Linked DNA regions of Rattus norvegicus: region 2 is linked to region 1. The links are chromatin contacts, called in public Hi-C maps. All regions are on one chromosome and are shown on one strand. The core of a region is the stretch at or near the end of the contact, and the rest is flanking DNA. Distances in the headings are between cores, read along the strand shown.

What was found. Hi-C and Micro-C count contacts between places; a contact is called where the count stands out from the background.
Region 2: a Hi-C map of mammary epithelial cells shows a contact between it and region 1, with 3 times the contacts expected there. The contact joins the promoter of Grhl2 here to the enhancer-like site in region 1. A contact is called at or near these places in 3 of 12 Hi-C or Micro-C datasets (frontal cortex, hepatocytes and mammary epithelial cells).

The regions. Positions count from the first base shown.
Region 1 is chr7:70,178,118-70,180,817 of GRCr8, reverse strand. No RefSeq gene overlaps it. Among named protein-coding and RNA genes, the nearest start is that of Grhl2, 110 kb to the left of the region's middle. Within about 2 kb of position 1,262, at least 63 of the 93 cell types and tissues checked have an H3K27ac peak or open chromatin away from gene starts, as enhancers often do. A contact at or near this core is called in hepatocytes, where this site is marked.
Region 2 is chr7:70,284,122-70,286,821 of GRCr8, reverse strand. It overlaps Grhl2 (grainyhead-like transcription factor 2), which reads right to left and starts at 1,312. Exons shown (of 16, transcript NM_001134527.1): 1 at 1,160-1,312. The coding sequence starts at 1,179.

The sequences.
Region 1 (2,700 bases), core at 13-2,512:
GCTCTTCCAGAGGTCCTGAGTTCAAATCCCAGCAACCACATGGTGGCTCACAACCATCTGTAATGAGATCTGATGCCCTCTTCTGCTGTGTCTGAAGACAGCTACAGTGTGTATAATAAATAAATCCTTTTTAAAAAAAGTAACAGGGGTTAGGGATTTAGCTCAGTGGTAGAGCGCTTGCCTAGCAAGCATAAGGCCCTGGGTTCGGTCCCCAGCTCCGGAAAAAAAAATAAAATAAAATAAAAAAGTAACAGGCTACTCTTTTAAAAAGGCATGGGTACATATGGTCGAAGTGTAGGTCTGTGCATGCATACATACATACATACATACCGATTTGTGTACGGGGTGCATGTTACTATGTGTGTGCCACACGAATTCAACTCTCTGACAAGGAAGATTAAGGGAGTTGTGCAAGGGCAGTTCTGGCACAGAGAAGAGAGAATTATCATTCCACACTGCTCAGAAACTGCCAGTTGACTGTGGGCAGACGCGCAGCACACTACCCGTAACACCCCATGGGCTAGCTAGTGCCTGACTTGGGGTCTGGTGAGGTTCCCTTTTCTCAGATATGAGTGGCAGAATATAGTGTTCTGTCATAGAAAGCTGAGGCGTGACTGGGTTTAGAACCATATAGACTTGAGCTCCATTTCATGCTCTGCCTGCAGTCACTCCGGGACTGAGAGCAAGCCACACCACCTCTCTGGCCCTCCCTTTCCCTGTCTAGCAAGGCACATCAGAAAGCGATATAATAATTGACAGTTTTGTCCTGATGAACGAGGAAAATCTTTTTTTCAGTGTTTCCTTTTTTTTCAAAGCTGTCACTTTGTGCCTAATCCGCAGTGAAGCCAGGCTTCCTGGCTGGTTAGAAGATGGTCTGTAGCCCATCTTAATGACCCATTAGGTCTCTTTGGAAGCCACTGACAAATAAAGCCCCGGGGTCACAAAGAGTTAACGCTGTAGAGCCAGGGCAACCCCGCAGAGTTCAGCCAAACGTTCTTCAACTGGGACCAGGAAAAAGTACCTGTTACACAACAAACCCTCTGCTAGCTGAAAATACCGACCAGAGCGAATAATGCCTGTTTAAAAATGAAATAGTACACCTGAGTCAGCTGATAGCCTGACTCTTCAAAGGTCTGAAGTGAAATAAAGAAAGGCCGCCTCAGCAGGGAGGCCGCGGTGGCGTTGGGGGAGAGCCAGGCGGAACAAGGACGCAGTGGCCGCCAGGCCACCTGCCCGGGAGGCGGGACCTGAGTCAATAAAGCCACTAAGCAAACAGTCATGCTCAGTTTGTACAGTGGTTGAGGCTTGTGGGCGGAGGAGCGCTGGAAGCCGGCACACATCCCCCGTTAAATCCCAGCCCAGCTCCCAGCTTTGTTTACATGGCTCGTCTCACCGCAAGATGGCGGCCCGTGGGGTGCGGGGCAGCTTCGGGCGAGCGGGAGCTGGGCCGGGGACTGCACCCTGGGGCGGCTCCCCTGCCTGCATCCTCTCACACAGCGGTACTGAGATCCGTTATCTTGATGAAACAGGGCTGGGAGGAGGGAATAAGGATGTAGGGGTGGGGCTCTTTAGCCTAGTCACTTAGACAGTGGGGGTGAGTCTCAGGATAATCTACACTGTATAACATTTCATATTTTGGAAGTAGTAAGAGCTGAGAAGAAGGCAGCTTCCATGCAGAGCATGCGCGTGTCTCTCATCTCTGCGACAGGAAGTTTTGCTGCCTCATGCCTGAAATCCTAGCACTCAGGAAGCTGAGTCAGGATGATGGCTGTCAATTTATGGTCTGCTTGGCTTACATCGTGAGACTATCTTAAAAACAAACCAAATAAACAAGCAAACAAAAGTTAAAAGGACAGTGGAGTTTGAGTCGGAGATGCAAATGGGGTATCAGTAGTAACCAGGCCTAAGAGCTTCCACGTTGTCTGCTTTGAAATTTCTTCTCCTAAACTGGGTGGAGGATGGTCCACGCTTTTAATCCCAGCACTCATGATGTCTGATTTTGAGGCCAACCTGGTTTACAGGGCAAGCCTCAGGACAGCCAGGGCTACATAGAGAAACCCTGTCTTGCAAAACAAGCAAACAAGCAAGCAAGCAAGCAAACAAAATCTCTTCTTTCCTCAAGAACTCTGTTCCTTCTCAGCAGCGATTTTAATCAGGGAGCTGGGGTGGCCCTCATGAGACCTTTGTCAAAAGCTGGAGGCATGCTTAGCGGTGGTAACATGCTGGGGTGCTACTGTAGGTGGGGATCAGAATAGTGGTTGAATATCTGACAGTGCACAGCTCTCCACATCAAAGTATTCTCCAGCCCCAAATGTCAACAGTGCTGAGGTTGAACTGTGCTCTCATGTCTTACCGCTATTGAAAAGTATCTATTTAAGTCACAATACGACCTGAATGGCTGGCAGTCCGCATAGAAACCTAGGGCAAGTTGATTTTTAAAGAGGTTTCTATTTGAGAGCTCTAAATCAATCTCAATGTGTCTCTCTCTGTATCTCTGTCTGTCTGTCTCTCTCCCCTGTCTCTGTCTCTGTCTCTCTCTCTCTCTCTCTCTCTCTCTCTCTCTCTCTCACACACACACACACACACACACACACACACACACACACACACACACACTCACACGTACAGAGTTGTGTTGGGGGAGGTCCCATTTCTTCCCTCTTGGGTTGCTATGACACCTACCTACTCCATGGCAGTAGG
Region 2 (2,700 bases), core at 63-2,562, 110 kb before region 1:
AGCCTTTCCAATAGGACGTAACCAGTTCCCGGCCTAGGACGCCCCGGGAGGAGGGGGAAGGAAGTGTCGCCACCGAATGGAAGGAGGGCAGCGGGACCCACCTCCCGCTCCCTCCCGCTCCCGCCCTCGGCCCCACCTCCCCCGGCTCGCACAAAGCCGTCCCCAAGGCGGGGACCGCAACGGACCAGGCCCCGCGCCCCGCGGCTCACGCGGCTCCCCGGCAGTCCAGAACTCCGATCGAGGACGCGGAGAACCCAGAGTCCCCGTGCACCACTGTCCTCCCCCATCCCTCTGCCATCGACAGCCCTTGCGAAGGCCGATTGAGCCCCAAGCCCGAGGTGGCGGCCTCCAAAGTGTGGGCCGCGCGGTCATCGGACGCGTACGAGCCAACGACGTCGGGGCGCAGGGAGACCAGCCTAAGTGTGGGCGCCCCTTCGTACCCGACCTCAAAATCAGTCCCCACTCCCGAGAGGTCCTGCCCCACACCTGCGCGAGGTGGCTGGACACTGCGTGGGGGGCGGGAGGGAACGAAAAGCAAGCACACACAGGGACCCGCCATCGCGGCCTGCCCGCGCCTCCGTCCCGTCGGGGACCCGCGCTGGGGTGCACATGCACCCCAGGTCGCCGCAGTGGGGAAGATGGCCGTGTCTGCAATCGCATAAAAGCCCTTTGTTGAGAGCACACAAAAGCGGCCCAGACCGCTTTTCCAGCAGGCCCTTTGGCCTAATCGAAGGAAGTCTACTGAACTTCCAAATGGCCCAGGAAATCTGAGGCTGGGGAGCACCTCCAGGCAAGGGAATAACTACAGGCCTCCCGCCACCATCTGCCAAAACCTCAATCAGTGCCCAAGGGTCCGTCCGGTCGGGGAAGTGGGAGCTGAGCTCATTCGTCGGGGAGGAAGCAAAGAAAACCCACGTTTACTAGCAAGGCCCAAAAACAAGTATTAAACATTCACGTTCGTGTAGGGTCTCTTCCCTGAATCAGGGTAGAAATATAATCCTAGAGGGTCTGGATCCATCAAGAAGAAAAAAATAAAAAGAGAGGAAAAAAATACAAAACCAAAATCCAACAATAGCGACTTAAAAAAAAAATAACAAACCAGTTGCCATCAGCCCAAAGGGGCAGCGGCAGCCGCCGCCGGCGCGTGCGACCCACTTACTTGTCCGACTCTTGTGACATGTTTGATCCAATGAACTCGCTCCCCTTTTCCTGGAGCCTCAGCCTCTGGTGAAACTGGACTTTCAAGTCTGTGCAGGTGAAGGTGTGTGAGAGCGCCCGAGATGGCAGAACAAGAGCTACAGGTAATTCTGCTTTCGTCCCCCCTCACCACTCTCGCTCGCCCGCTCGCTCGCGCCCTCACCTAGCCGGAAAGGTGGGATGGGGGGGAGGGAGCCCTCACATGGGGCCCGCGCTCGGAGGCGGCCCGGCGGCGCGGAGTCCTCCCGGATCGCGGCAATGGGCAGACACAGAGCGCAAAGTGGCGGACTTGGGCGGCCACAGGTAACTTTCTCGCAAGGCGCTGAATTCTTTCACTAAAGGGTACAAGCCCGAGGGCCGAGCTGCGCGGTGATTGGCTACGGAGCTCCCTCAGGTGAGCTGCCATTGGTAGAGGCGCGCTCAGGTAAGGCCCTTCTCCAAGTGCAGGTCACTCACTGTGAAGTTTACCTGAGTGGAGCGGTGACACGCTGGAGACTCTGCGAGCTGACTTCTACCCACTTTCGACTTTCTTCCCTGACTAGGGGCTGGGGTAGAGGTGATGGGAGAGAAGGAGCAGGGAGCACCGCCTGCAGACACTAGGTACTGCGGGTCAAACCGAAGGACGATCGAGGGCTGAACCCAGGAATCAACAAGCCACCCGGAACCAAATGGCCAGTTCACCACCTGCCACTTGACACCCGCTGGACGAGAACTGAGTGACGGGCAGAAGAGTCAGGGAGCTAGAGTTACGCTATGCTAAGAGTGGGAAAGAAACAGAGATTGCCGGGTCTCTTGCGTAATTGCATTGTTAGCATTCTTATCCACAACAAACTCTTCTCGTGCTCTGATGCATAGAAGATAGCAGGTCGTTTTCAGTTTTCAAACAGTCGAGCGACCTTTCCTGAGCTGGATCTATGAAGTGCGGCGAGGCTTTGATGGAGAAAGGAGATTCGGTTGAAGAGACTCTTAAGATGGCCCGGGCGCACCTTTTGCATCTCTCCGCAGACTGGGATTCCTGCACTGCGGAACAACTACTGCATCTGTTCCATAAGCCTGTCGCCGGTTGACATTTCTAGGCAAGCATCAACATTTACATTGTAATTCAATAGAAGCAGCTACTACAAAGGCGCTTTTATCCTTGCAGTTTAATATGGTTGCCAGGGGAACAACGCAGGATGAAACTGACTTGTTTGTGTGGTTTTCTCTTCTGCTCCGGAACAGTTCGAAGTAGCCTGATGTACTTTATAATCGCTTGTGGAAGTTCTGACAGGGACCTAGCCTATCCGTGCGGATTGTGGAAACACAGGAGGGTTTGGAGAGCTTTGCCACGTCTTATGTCAAGTCAGCACTGGAGCGCCGAAGCTGTCAGGCCTGACACAACTTCTGTATTAAAACTTTTGCAGGTCACATGGTTTGGGGGGATTAAATTACGGGACTAGGTTTGGTTGTTCCTTATTTCCACTCTTAGCAAATGACTTTCACATTTTTATTTTTTTAAGATAA